Regions from separate parts of the Zea mays genome. Here region 2 is linked to region 1. The links are chromatin contacts, called in public Hi-C maps. All regions are on one chromosome and are shown on one strand. Each heading gives the region's core, a stretch centred on a gene start, on an enhancer-like site or on the middle of the called end of the contact. The rest is flanking DNA. Distances are from core to core; before and after follow the strand shown. Region 1 holds the start of LOC100272863. Region 2 holds the start of LOC100276267.

What was found. A called contact is a pair of places that touch in the nucleus more often than the background predicts.
Region 2: a contact with region 1 is called in a Hi-C map of ear, with 1.8 times the contacts expected there. The contact joins the promoter of LOC100276267 here to the promoter of LOC100272863 in region 1. A contact is called at or near these places in 2 of 25 Hi-C or Micro-C datasets (ear and leaf).

What each region holds. Positions count from the first base shown.
Region 1 is chr1:252,193,242-252,197,356 of Zm-B73-REFERENCE-NAM-5.0, forward strand. It overlaps LOC100272863, which reads left to right and starts at 2,014. Exons shown (of 6, transcript NM_001147316.1): 1 at 2,014-2,279; 2 at 2,404-2,488; 3 at 2,608-2,800; 4 at 2,885-2,997; 5 at 3,083-3,190; 6 at 3,283-3,580. The coding sequence starts at 2,095. The coding sequence ends at 3,402. It overlaps LOC100283558, which reads right to left. Exons shown (of 6, transcript NM_001156458.2): 6 at 3,543-4,115. The coding sequence ends at 4,061.
Region 2 is chr1:252,333,471-252,337,585 of Zm-B73-REFERENCE-NAM-5.0, forward strand. It overlaps LOC100276267, which reads left to right and starts at 2,186. Exons shown (of 4, transcript NM_001150098.2): 1 at 2,186-2,417; 2 at 2,522-2,589; 3 at 2,731-3,034; 4 at 3,754-4,115. The coding sequence starts at 2,334. The coding sequence ends at 3,013.

The DNA.
Region 1 (4,115 bases), core at 764-3,263:
GGGATTCATTTTAGGCCTCGGTGGTTGGGCTTGGGCTGGCTGGCTGGCTTTCGAATTGGGCTTGGCGGCTGGCCGGCCTGGCTCATTCAGCGGTTCGACCGTGTGTACGGTGTACGTGTCCTAGGTGGTCGGTTCGCGACCTCGACCGAGCTGGCTCGGCTCGACTCAACAAGGGCTCGCGAGCTGGTTCAGATCTAGCACGTCGAGCCGAGCTTTTTTTAGTCCTAATAATGTGTAGTTTTTGCCATACTAATTAGTTTAATTCTGTATTCATATAGATTAATCGAGGTGATTAGAATTTATAAAAGACTATTCTTTCTCTTGTCGACTTCGTATTCCTAGCACTTAAGGATGGACGCAGTGCAATGAATGAATGATAGAGCGAACTACATGGACTTGATCACAGGAGGGACCGAGGGAGGGATAAAGGACAAAGAGAAAAGAAATGATGATGTTTGGGTCCACTGTCACTTATCTTACATGCCAGTAAAACCACTCATAAAAAAGCTAGATAGAGAAACGTGAATGGTTTTTACAGCTGGATGGTCAAAGGTTCCTGGTTTTCAAGATATTTTGGTAAAAGGAAATTCGAACAATAGTTGCATAATTCAAATTAGACTTCTCTTGTTCCCCCTACAACCAACACAGTAGAAAATTTCCCCTTTCAAAAAAAATAGAAAAAATCCCATCACCATTTTCACAAAAGGGACGGACAGTAGCAGTCCCTTCCGACGCACGCAAAGGTGCCCGCACAATTTCGAAGTAGAAGAAAGATAAACATTCATATTTGTTTTTTTTTCTCGATTCGTATTTCAACAATTCTCCCTCCCAAATTTCTCATTTCATACTTTTATTTATATTTAAATACCTTCCCTTCAATTATTCTTCTCCCTATTTTATCTCCTCCCCAAACATTCCTCCTATTCACCTCATCTTTACTTTTTAACTGACTTATTTGACTTTTCTACATCGGCTTTAGAATTTTAAAAAATACTATCATATTTGTACTATTATAATACACATTATATTAGATTATAAAGCTTTAAATCTAATTAATTTTACAACTAAAACACAGTAATTAACAGATGGGGGAGATTAGCTCTTCCATTAACGGAGGGAAAAGCGTCTCTCTCCCAGGACGGAGGGCCCTCGAGAGGGCGTTGTTGGACGCTGCCGGGAAGCAGGATGGCGTCCGGACGGCGCCGTTGGAGAGAGCCTAAATTCCATCAATTGGACATTTTGATGTTCCTGGTCTGCCTCGTCGCTTGTTTATTCCCCATATCGGGATTGATGATGACGTCGTTCCTGTTTGTTTACTTCCCTGTCATTTACCCCCTCGGTGTACTATTAGTTGTTGTCGTTTAAAACAGCTACACGGTCTTTAAATTATAAATTTGATCAATGTTTTTTTAAAAAAAATACTTTTATAAAATTACTGGTTAAGACACATCGGTGCATATAAACATTATGTTTCAAAACTACATCATAAAATAGTTATTTGTAATTAAAATTTTATAAGCCTCAAATCTTATCCAAAACGACAACTAATAGGATGGAGAGAGAGTATATCTAAACCACGATACTACCAAAGATGCACCAAGTAGAAAAACAAGTGAGAAGATTCAGTGAGAGGCGGGAGATAAAGCAAGGATATGTTTTTTTTTTCGAGTTGTGAGTTTTGAACAATGACCACTTGAGCCTTGAGGCTGGAGATGATATTTTACCTGTGAGGGTGAAAGCCATAGCTTTGTCCCGTTCCCGCCGCAAAAAGTGGGGAAAAAAATCAAACATCCCACCTTACCTACCACTACCAGTGGGCAGTGGCAGCATGTTGCATGGCATCATCCAGTCCAGACTCCAGAGCCTCCCTGTCGTTGCCACCTCCCCACCACACACGTCCAACCCCGCACCCAGTCCAGATACCCATCCACTGGATCCTTATATACGCCGGCGGCCTAAGACACCGCCAGCAGCCAGCTCCCACTCGCACCGCCCGTCCGCCCAGAACTATCTCGCTCGTCCGCGTTCAGCTCAGCTACTCCAATTTCGCAACAAGTTGCAAGCAATAACCGACCAAGGACGACGAACGGGTCGATGGCCACGCTCTCCTCCTGCAGCCGCCTGAGTAGCGGCACCGGCGCCGCGGCCATCCACCGGCAGCCGGCCCGTGCTGGAGCCGTCCTCGTCGTCACCTGCAGGCGGAGCTCCTCCGCGACCGTCCGCGCCGCAGCCGCTGCCACGGCGGCGGCGCCGGCTGCCGTAGAGCTGCAGAACAAGGGGTAAGTGTATATATAGTGGTGTAACAAATAAGCTGGCTGCTGCTCTTGTAGCTAATTGATCGATGCTGCTGCTGCTGCTGCTGGACGCGCGTGCGTGACCTCCGACCGACTTGCAACTGCAAAGGGTGTCGCTGCCGACGTGGGCGGAGTTCGAGCTCGGGCGGGCGCCGGTCTACTGGAAGACCAGCAGCGGCCTCCCGCCCTCGCCGGTGAGTCAGTCGGTCGGTCGAAATGTCGAGTCCGTGTCCATGGATGATGCGGATTGGATCGGATCCTGCTTCTGCTAGCTAGCGCTGGCTGATACGCGCGTGCGTGGGATGGTTGGCAGGGCGAGGGGCTGACCCTGTTCTACAACCCGGCGGCGACGAAGATGGCCCCGAACGAGGTGTTCGGCGTGGCGTTCAACGGCGGCTTCAACCAGCCCATCATGTGCGGCGGAGAGCCGAGGCAGATGACGCTGCAGGAGCGGGGCAAAGCCGACCCGCCCATCTACACCATCAGGATACGCGTGCCGCAGCACGGTGGAGAGACAGACAGCCCATCCATCTCTTTCATCTCATCTCACTAGTTACCTCTCGCTGATTTCTCTCGGTGCGTGCGTGCAGCCGTAAGCTTGATCTTCTCCTTCACCAACGGGGCCGAGTGGGACGGGCCGTACACGCTCAAGTTCAGGGTCCCCAAGCCATGGCAGAACAAGCCGCTGAGCTTCTTCAACGAGGTGAGTGTCTACCGTCTTGGGTGATGATGGTGACCACTGACCGGTGGTGCAGGCGTGCAGCGAGCTGAGTACTGGTCTGTTGCAGGGCCTGGCGGACGAACTCAACAGGGAGGGCGCCTGCGACCTGGCCATCTACCCGGACGAGAACATCGCCATCACCAGCTGCGCCATGGACGGCTACCTCGAGGAGGGGGTGGGTTCTTCTCACCGCTGCTCTGCTCTATAGTCGTCATTCATATGCCATCCATTCGTGTTTCAGTTTCACAACACAACTGACCCTTGCAGGGGGATCGGTGCAAGCTGGACATCGTGAGCGGATGCACGGACCCCAGCTCCGACATGTTCGACCCGCTGGCCACCGTCGACGACGGCTCCTGCCCCCTCGAGTCTGATTCCGAGGAATGATGAAGGAGCTCCATCTCAATCCGAGGGAGGGAGGCAGCAGCAGCAAACGTGATCCACACAAATGTCTGTCAAGTTTGTCATCATGTGATACATGAAGCATACCTGTATTTAGCCAGAATACCACAGTAAAAACGCATCAATGAGCAAGATGATCTGGATACATGGTATCCATCTTTGCAAACTCTGATACAAAACAGTCTTAAACAGAGCAGTAGCATGGAACACACCAAATACGCCATGCTCTGGTCTGCATACTTTCCGCTCAGCTATGCTGTGAACTACCCATCTGGATTTGCTCCTCTCCTATGGAAACCGTTGGAGTTTAATGAAACAAGCAACAGCAACATGGTCTCATGCCGGATGTAGCATACAACTCATTACAAAAGATAGCAAGATACGATAAACCCTTCCAAATGAATGAAAGACGAGTCAGTTTACGAATCATCTGCACAGCATGTCTGAAACTGAAACGAACAAGCATAACTCAACCACCGTCCACCAGCCATCACGGTTCCAGAGTTCCAAGGCAACCACAGACGTCAAGGTAACATCTAGCATAGCATCGTTTCGTCTTGGTTCATTCACTGTTCAGCATCCACTCAGAGGCAACGAAGACCTGTAACTACACATCCTTTCCATGCCAAGTAGATCAGCATCTTCAGTCTCCACCAACCTGGCGTTTCCAGGAGTCCTCCACAATGAGCTCGTCTACT
Region 2 (4,115 bases), core at 936-3,435, 140 kb after region 1:
CTAACTTATGTCCTCAACTTGTGCCAGTGTTGTCCATATTTACTTTTGAATATGATAATTCTAGCTCTGAGTCATGGATTCGCTTACTTCATCGTCCCATCAAACTTTCAGATGTATTCTTTGGACTCGGCGTTTGTGGGCCTACTGGTTAGTTCTTGAATCTAACATCTTAGATTAAATATCTAAATTTTGTTTGTCTATCGTAGAGTTTGTGGCCGTTCCGAGCTCGAGCCGGCTCGCGAGCCTCCAGCTTATTTTCCAGCCCTATCCGGGGGCCTGAATCCTAGCTGGGGGATCCAGGCCGTGCCCCTCCAACCTGGAGCCTCGAGCTAGCCTCCTCCTTTTTATAGGCCAAGAGGGGGTCGGCCAATGGTGGCTTGCGGTGGTTTCCTCAAGACGAAGCCATCGGACGACGGTAAAACCGAGTGTTCTACCATGGGGGTAAAGGCACACATCTCGTGGTCGCTTGGCTGTGTCGTACTCTTTATGGAGGGTGGCGCGGGGAGCATGGGGCTCGAGCGCCATCATGCGGGCTATGTCGACTCCTGGCCTTCGTAGCCTAGGGGTTGGCGCAGTTCGCCGCGATGTGCCCTACAAGAGGTCTGCGCACTCAGGCCAAGTCCTGATAGGTCATGTGTGCATTGTAGGTCAGGGGGTGCTTGGGCCATAAATGGGCCACAGTCTGAGGGGTTCGTAGGTCATGTGTGCTCTATGGTCTGAGTGGCTCATAGGCTATAAGTGGGAGGCGGACCGACGCCTCCGTTGTGGCTCGACGCTAGACACAACTAATGCAGCCGGTCACTTATGACGAGTCGGTCTCGGGCCAGGCAAGGGACCCACTCGTGTGGTTTCCCTTCAGCACGCCTGCCCCCCGTGCTTGGTGCCACGGGGCTCATCGGGGGCGGGTTCCTCCAGGACAGACACTACCTGGAGGATCGACGACCCCTAGTTGCTAGTGGCTTTCCCCGGACGTGCTCGCTGATCGATGGGTCCCAGGGACCAGGGATCTTGTCTCTGACAACTATTTACAACCTTTTTGAAGCTCTACGGATGATCTATCTAGTGCATCATATTGATGCACACTAGACACGTAAGTGCTTCACCTATTCTGAATCTCAATAGGGAATTCCCTTGTTCGATGCCCCATATCCGGTGCTACTACCAACTCGCTTGTTCTGATTACTTTTTGAGTTAGATTTTGTTTCAGATTTCCCATATGTTCTTATGTGTTTACCTAGTACTAGTCATCATAAAGTCGACATCACCACTCTTAACTAAACCTACCTAGGTCTAGCCACACATTCATACCCCTGTCTAGTGTGTCAAAAGAAAAAATAAATGTCCTATCACTATTCTAAGTGTCCAACAACTCAATTAATACTTAAAACTAGTCGATCCTTAACTTTATCATTTATCCTTTGAAACCCGATAATTATGAAAGGAACATGACACATAAGAGCGGGTAAATTAGGCAATCTAATTTCTCTCTAAACTATATCCTGTATTTTTCTTATAGTCAAAACCTATGCATGGAATACTTTATGTTATGTGCAACTACGATGTTGACTAAGTGTCAATATCTCTTTTGCAAAGAGATGTGTGATTTAGATTCCAAACATATTTACTAGCCTATAGCTAAGCTAGGATGGTAAAGCAAGACATTATTGATTGGTGTGATTCCACGAGCCATCTCCACCAACTGCTACATTCAAGCTTGCCTCCATCACTTTAGCCGATAGACCCAATATCGCCCATAGACCCAGTATTACCTCTTCCATCACTTACGACAACAAATGACCAGTGAGCTATATAAGCGAGTCATTCGATACAGGTCACAACACATCTCCCACTTTACTAGTTCTTTATTTGTTGCTTCTAAACCTAGAAGTAAATATCGATATACTTGATTTTGACAAATCCAGTGGGACCTCTTTACCTCACAGAATTCACTGTAAAATAGTAACAGTAAACTATAATGTATATTTTTGTGCTCTTTCGATTAATAAGTCGCAGCTTATTCTGTCGTATTAGCCAACCTTCTAGCAAGGAGCCGCGAGAAGCCAAGGCAGAGCACGGTCGAACTGGGAACTGGGTTACCGGACACACTGATGAGAAAAAGTTTTTTCGACGAAAATACGGAACATTGTAAGGCTAGATTTCTTTCTTCTTTCGCAGCCCATGCGGCCCAACTCAACGCATTGCGAGAACAGGCCCGCCGCCACGCCGCCCAGGTAGGTTTTGTTTGGGATCTCACCATTTCTTCCTTGTCTCTGTCTCAACACGGCGCCGCCGCTTCTGCCGCCGGGAGCCGAGCCCAAGCCTAAGCGAAAGCCATGGCGATTGGTTCTCTGATCGCCTCTACTTTCGCCAGATCTAGCCATGCCCTCCCCGCTGCCGCCGCTTCGGCCATCTCTCAGGTGCCACCTCCCCCCTCCCCCCTCCCCCTCTTCCGCGTCGTTGGTTGTTCGTGTGTCGATGTTGATCTGTCCAATTTGTATGTTCCACCGTGTGGTCTGATCAGGCTCCCAGATCCCAGCACACCGCATCTCCTCTACTCTCCGGCCTTGGAGCAGCGGCTCGTGCTTTCAGGTAAATATATAACTACTAGGATACAACTACTAGGAGTACAAGCTTAGTATGTATGCGGATCATCACCAACGCTAGATTGTGCTTCTATGCCAACCATTGCTTGTTGAGTGTTGAATTGTATGTGTTTGCTGCTGTGTGCAGCTCAAGGGCTCTATGGAAGGGAGCATTCGTTGACGCTTTCCTGTCTAGAATTAAGAAGAACAGAGAAAATATGAATGGCAAGAAGATTTGGTCTCGTAGATCCTCTATTTTGCCGGAATTTGTTGGTTCCTCTGTGCTCATTTACAATGGGAAAACTCATGTCCGGTGCAAGATCACTGAAGGGAAGGTTGGCCATAAATTTGGAGAGTTTGCTTTTACACGGAGACGAAGGCCCCATCGAACAATGACAGGAAAGGGAAATCAAGGAAAGGCAAGAAAGTAAAAGGAGAAATGTGCATGAAAGGTGAGGTTATAATATCACAAGAAATTAATTTAGATATCAGCCGATACTGCGAAAAGTTAACCTGCCTTTTTTTTAGTGTTTTTGGGTAATATCTGAAATTTCAATTAGTTGCGTGTAGGAAAAACATTCCGCTAGCACTAAACTGTGAAGTGAATGATATGTAACTATAGGAGCATATCTTTTATTTATGTGTTTGAAAAGTGTATTAGGAGCTGTGCTTCATGTCAGGGCTAATCTTTGCCGTCAAATCTTTGTAACATGGTTAAGAGATGGTAGACCCGATTTTTGCTGCTTTTATTGTGGTTGGGTAATTGATTTGTCTTACCGATATCTTGCTCAAGTGAGTGTGTGATCTGTGTCGACAAAAGCTGGAACCATCCTCTTTCCGCATGTGTTATCGGCAGCCGTGAAAGATCGCCACATCTAAAGCCACCATCTGTACTGGCACCTTTCGGTATGCACTGAGCAAGAGTGCACCTGTGAAGCAAGCATGCAATGCAATGGACGTTAGGACATCTCATGCCGGTTAGACTGGGGATGCATTTGAGATATGTGACCATGTGACCGTAAATATTATCGAGGGTGTTCTCAATTGCTTATATGAGATATTTACAGAAGCTTGTGTCTTCATTATGATTGCGAAGATTATTAAGCTTACAGGGCAATGCTTCCTTGCCATTTGCTCAGATATTTACCATTCTCTGTTCATAATTTTTCAGGTGGTTTTAAGGATAGCATGATGAGGCAGTAGTTGACGAACAAGAACATGAATAACCAGAAATTATGATCTGGACTGCTTTACTGCTTTTTCTTAGACCAATAATTGCAGGAGAATGTTAGTTCATCTTACTTAAAGATTCGTCCGTGTACTTTGTTCCTATCTACTTCCTGCTTACTTTTGGTGTCATGAGTGAACATTAAACTGATCGTAAGTTATGCTTTAGAGTGATTGTTTCTTGCCACAGTTAGCTGTTCACCTCGTGGCCACTCAAATAGCAGAAGTTCCCGACAAACTGAAGACAATCAATAATACTAATTTATGCAAACAGCTATGATAGACGCCGTATGTTTGAAGGAATTG